Regions from separate parts of the Danio rerio genome. Here region 2 is linked to region 1. A link is a contact called in public Micro-C data. All regions are on one chromosome and are shown on one strand. Each heading gives the region's core, a stretch centred on a gene start, on an enhancer-like site or on the middle of the called end of the contact. The rest is flanking DNA. Distances are from core to core; before and after follow the strand shown. Region 1 has its middle 63 kb from the start of reep3b. Region 2 holds the start of cyp26a1 (cytochrome P450, family 26, subfamily A, polypeptide 1).

Region 1 (3,022 bases), core at 321-2,820:
TTTTTCACAATAAACTGTCGAAATGTCATTTCCATCACCTTAAATACTTTTTAAAAATATTTTAAAAGTTCTCATCACACATTAAAAGTGTTTTTACAATGTAAAAGATCATGCTCTATTTAATATATACATTCAGTTTATTTATTTTTTATAAACTCTTAAAAAATTAATATTACATTTTGGAGTAAATTTAACATTTTTATTTCATTGACAAATGCATAATAATTATTATATATATATATTGTGGAAAGATTGGTTAAACTAGATACAAAAAATGATCTCAGACAATGTTTGACTGGCATAATTTATTTCATTTTGAAATAAAAGCTGTATATTGAGATGTGGTGGAATTGACATTTGTTCAGTTCACGATGGAAAAAAATGTTTCTCTTCCTATTTAAGTTTGTTCTCTTACAGATCTTAAAACTAGACAAATTGTTTAAACTTATGAGGCTGTTACATTAATTTTGAACAAGTTTTTTTCCTCAATTTCACAAGGCTAAAAGTGCCCGTAGTTGAAGAATAGTCGTTATATCAAGTTGTTAGATTAGACTATTATTTCAACTTTCCATCTTTTATCTAATAATAACCCTGCTGAAAAAAAACAAGCTGGCTAGCTGGTTATAGCTGGTCGACCAGCCTAATTTAAGAGGGATTTCCAAGCCATTCCCAGCCTGGAATTAACTGGTTAGGCTGTGAGATGACCAGCTAAGACCAGCTTGGCCAGCCTAGGCAGGCTGGTAGACCAACCAAAACTAGCTATGTCCATCTTAAACCAGCTAAAACCAGCCAACTTAGCCTATTTAAGCGTTTTTTGTTTTGTTTTGTTTTGTTTTGTTTGTTTTTTCTTTTTTTTTTTTTTGGTTTGTTTTAGCAGGGAATCCCAAAGATGTTTTAATACAATATAAATCAATGGCCAAAATAAAGGCAATGGGTGGTCCATGCCAGCTGGAAAAAGATTATTATTTTTTCTAAAGTAAAATAAAAAGTAATATAATTTAATGGTTTATGTGGAGATAAAAGAAATTTTGGTTTTGGTTTTAATAAAATATGTAATAGCTCGTATGAATCTCTGCTGGTGACATGTAAAAACCATTCAATCGTGCAACAGGTCTCAAATCAGAATCTAATACATTAAAATTGAATAATACATTAAAATATGACTGTTTGGTATTTATTATGAAAATTATTAAGAGTTTATTTTGTTTTGTTTTATCTCACCATGAAGATTTGTGTCCGACTAACGTTAAAACGGAAGTTGCTGTAAGTGAAAATTTCGTAAATTAACTTTCAGCATTTACATTGTGTGTACATGAGGTGAACATTCAGACAATAAAATACACGTCCTCACGCGACATTAAAACTTAATACTTTCTAAAAACCTAAAGTTTTTAACGATAAAAATGTTAAAAAGCTCACCTTTTGTGTTTCACAGAGGAAATAAAGACATGTTATATTCTTAAGACCGACGTGAAGGTGAAAATGATGGCAGAATTTACAATTTGCTTTAAGCCCGGGATCACTTTCTACTCTTATAGCAACATCGTGTGGCCATATAATATAATGCAACTCCTAATAGATGTGTTAGGCCTGGAGTGGAGTATGAATGGGGTAATGGACAACATTTGACATCTATAGAGCCACTGTTAGCTGATAAAACGATATGGCACTCACAAAGAAAGCCAGAAAAATTACTACACTAAATTTGTTCCCGGAGCTCTTGAACACTCTCAATACAACAGATACAGTCAACCACAGTGACTGATGGCAGTTTGGAGGGAAGCAGTCATCTTTTAGCTTGGTTTGGAATTAAACATTTTAAATATATTTTAAATATAAATACTGCTATGGTCAATATTTTTAGGCCCCTTTGACAAAACCACTGTAGTCCAATAACTTGCCTAGTTAACCCAATTAAGCCTTTATATAGACATTTAAGCTAAAAATCAGTAAAATATTATGTACTGTCTTCATGGCAAAGACAAAACACGTATTAATTATAACAACTACTGTGCTTTTTATAATTCAATATATTTTTTTAAATTGACCTTTTTATTTTTTGTATGCTTTATGAATGGACTTATAAATACTAAAGGCTTTTAAAACTAGTTTAGAACAATTAATTTAGTCATATATGCAGAAAGACCACATAAAAATGAGCGCTAATTAACTTAACTGATATCAAAATGATGACGCTGACGAATAAAGTAGAGATTTTTAAGTAACTGATGAGTTAATAAACTGTATATTGGACAATAGCTTGTATAATGTAAATACAATTGTTGTGCCTGTAAAACCTTGGTAAATCACTAGCCGGTTGGGTTAAACAAAGTCTGACATCTAGTGGACGACTTACGTCATAACAGTGTTTTTTATTGATTGATTAAACAGGGGAGTATAGAACTATACATAAAACAGTACACAAGGGAATTAACAACAAAAATTAATCATGTACATTAAGTTTTTTTTTCCAGCAGTTGGGATGTCTTAATAGCTTTGGTATTACTCTGTGTAGAAGAGAGGGAATCATAAACAATTTTTAGATCGATGAAAAATAGTTTGCAATTTGTTACAGTCAGCATACACTTTGTTTTGGGGATGCGACACTTTCCAAATAAAATAAGAATTTTTGCTATTTTGTCAATTTTCAATAATGCATAAATAAAACCATTTTATCAGTTACATTGATAGATTTATAAAACACTTTAAAAAGTAGTAATGAAACTTGGGACCAAAACTGTTTTGTGTAACTGCAACTGAAAAATAAATGAAGGAATGTTTCCGGTTCCATTTTACAAAAACAACACAAGGGTGAAAAATTTTCCTTAAAATTACTAATAAAACCATTGCATGGATAATATCTATAATATTTTAAAAAGTGTTTATTTTACTTTATTAGGAATTATGTATTTTGTAATATCTGACCAGATTTTTGGGGAAAAAAAGGAATGAAGGGAATGCTTGTTTCCATTTAACTATTGCTATTTAAGGAACACTTTTATCTGCAGTTAGGATTTTCCTG
Region 2 (3,022 bases), core at 361-2,860, 74 kb before region 1:
CTCAAACATAGATGTGTCATGCGTGAGTATTCCCCGTCCCATTGCACAGGATGAAAGGTGAAATGCAGGGCAGGCACACATCAAAGAATGAGGAGAGGGAAAAATTTGGAGCCATCCTGTCTCTTTAACTGACTCGCTTCCCAGCTTGTTTTTTCCACGTTATGGCTGTCGTAAAAACAGTAATTCAGACTGCAGTGGGTGTTTGCTCTTCATGTACCGGTAACCTTGCTCTGCTCCGTCACTTTTTGAGCTGACCTGAGTTTGAACCCGCAGCGAGACAATGATCATATTTATGATATTACAGCACACTCTGCTCCACATGAAAACAGGGCATAATATCTGTGGCACGGGTTCCAGGTTAAAGTCTAACATGAGATCAGATCCAGACCTGACAACATACAGCTGTCATAGCTTATAGAAAACAGTGACCTCAACAACTTGGATGCAGCCCAGAGTTCACAGGTTCCCCCTTTTTACACTCAAACAAATGCTGCTTGTTCAAACTGCTTATTTAAAATGAGCTGAAACAGCACAATTCTTGACATTTTTGGGGGACAACCAGGTTGTTTTATGTTCCATCTACTTTAATTTGTTTAATTACTTTATCAATTTGATTTGAATTGTGTGAAACTCCGAATTTTGTTTGCAGTGTAAAGTTAATGAATATTTAGCACTTTCTTTACCGTTATATTTTGAAGTGTATCAGTGTAGTAGCAAATTCCTGAGATTAGTGATCTGATCCAACTTTTTTTTTACATGTATAGAACTTTACATTTATAGAAATATCCAGAAATCACACTATTATAATCAACTTTTGAAAATAAAATGCTTTCTATTATACATACACATTACATTAGTTGTCAACATTTCAAGTGTAGTGAAATCTGCACTTAAAATATGAATATTTTTACAATAACACTATAAATATGCATTATTAGTACATTATTTATTAATTGAATCATTATACAATATGTTAACTACTAACTCAAATCTTGACTTCTGTACATATATTTATATATAAACTGCTGCAGGGACGATTTTCACTTAAACGATTCATTGAATGTTTAATTAAACTTGAAACCTTTAAGACTAAAACTGCACTTTCCATATATATAATGTATACGATTAGCACTGAACATGTTTGAGTAGGCTGTCTAACATGTGTTATAGCCTTTTAAGGACCCCCAGAGCAGAGAAGGACAAAAAGAGGGACATTTAAGGGATTTAAAATGTAAAAGTAAAGCTTCACAGTTTAAGCTCCTCAATTAAATCCTCCACGGCAGTTCTGATGCCACACAAGCCCAGAGTAATGAGTGTAAACGACGGGAATATTGGCAACAAAAGAGCCTCGGATGCTTCCTTTTGTGTCGGGGGAATTAACACCTTTTCAAAGTGAAATCTCAGGATTGTCTGCCTTCTACAGGAGGTGGTATTAAAATGCGCCTATAACAAATGGTTGAGAGTTTGGAGCCGCTTCTGCCCTGTGGGCGGGGCGAGATGACACCACAATTAAAGATGAACTTTGTGTGAACTAATTTATCTGAGGAAGTTAACAGGAGGAGACCTGCGCGCAATGGATATATAAGGGCGCGCAGGCGAGGACGCCCTCAGTTTGTGCGTAAAGACGCGTCTCCTCTCCAGAAGCTTGTTTTTCGTTTTGGCGATCAGTTGCGCGCTTCAACATGGGGCTGTACACCCTTATGGTCACCTTTCTCTGCACCATCGTGCTACCCGTTTTACTCTTTCTCGCCGCGGTGAAGTTGTGGGAGATGTTAATGATCCGACGAGTCGATCCGAACTGCAGAAGTCCTCTACCGCCAGGTACCATGGGCTTGCCGTTCATTGGAGAAACGCTCCAGCTGATCCTCCAGGTAAGCGTGCACTATTACAGCAATTTGCTGCAAGTTCAGCTGAAAGTATTTAACTGCTAAATCAACGATTTCTTGTATTATAACATGCATTTGTGAGCTTTGTGCCAATAACGCATCTCCATCACACACAGAGAAGGAAGTTTCTGCGCATGAAACGGCAGAAATACGGGTGCATCTACAAGACGCACCTCTTCGGGAACCCGACTGTCAGGGTGATGGGAGCTGATAATGTGAGGCAGATTCTGCTGGGCGAACACAAGCTGGTGTCTGTTCAGTGGCCAGCATCAGTGAGAACCATCCTGGGCTCTGACACCCTCTCCAATGTCCATGGAGTTCAACACAAAAACAAGAAAAAGGTAAGGATGATAAGATTTTCTTTCTTTTTCTTTCTTTTTCTTTCTTTCTTTCTTTCTTTCTTTCTTTCTTTCTTTCTTTCTTTCTTTCTTTCTTTCTTTCTTTCTTTCTTTCTTTCTTTCTTTCTTTCTTTCTTTCTTTCTTTCTTTCTAGTAAAATAAAGATGTAAGAAATGGTTGGTTTTGTCGATATTTAACCCAGATTTGAGTTGAAGCAACTCAATGTTTTTTTAATGCATCTATACTGTAAAATGTTTTTAAAAAAATTGTAAGTAATGCAAAAAATGTCAAGGTATTTCAGTCTTTTCAATTCAAAATGTACTTTTTTTTGAGTATCTTGCCTTTACTTAGTCATTAATTTAAAAAAATACAATATTTTTGCTTCTTACAAAGATACATGCATTTTTGCTGCTTTAATATGAATGTTTGACACTCACTCATGTGTGAAACTTAATGTTAAATATTTTATATATTAAATATAGAATAAATATGATATATTTATATAGTAATTTTAAAATAAACATTTTATATATTACCCAATATAATATATGAAATATTTGAGGCATCTTCAAAAATGCAGATTGTCTGATATAATTATTTTGGAAATTAAAAGTTTTTTCTTCTTCTTCTGTTTTAGGCCATTATGAGGGCGTTCTCTCGAGATGCTCTGGAGCACTACATTCCTGTGATCCAGCAGGAGGTGAAGAGCGCCATACAGGAATGGCTGCAAAAAGACTCCTGCGTGCTGGTTTATCCAGAAATGAAGAAACTCATGTTTCGGATAGCTATGAGAATCCT

Evidence for each region. A called contact is a pair of places that touch in the nucleus more often than the background predicts.
Region 2: a Micro-C map of caudal fin shows a contact between it and region 1, with 5 times the contacts expected there. The contact joins the promoter of cyp26a1 here to the enhancer-like site in region 1. A contact is called at or near these places in 2 of 18 Hi-C or Micro-C datasets (caudal fin and skeletal muscle) and 1 of 4 datasets of contacts at active chromatin or transcription factors (gastrula embryo).

The regions. Positions count from the first base shown.
Region 1 is chr12:9,437,154-9,440,175 of GRCz12tu, reverse strand. No RefSeq gene overlaps it. Among named protein-coding and RNA genes, the nearest start is that of reep3b, 63 kb to the right of the region's middle. Within about 2 kb of position 1,570, at least 1 of the 62 cell types and tissues checked has an H3K27ac peak or open chromatin away from gene starts, as enhancers often do. A contact at or near this core is called in caudal fin, where this site is marked.
Region 2 is chr12:9,511,667-9,514,688 of GRCz12tu, reverse strand. cyp26a1 (cytochrome P450, family 26, subfamily A, polypeptide 1) reads left to right here and starts at 1,610. Exons shown (of 7, transcript NM_131146.2): 1 at 1,610-1,871; 2 at 2,003-2,227; 3 at 2,862-3,022. The coding sequence starts at 1,683.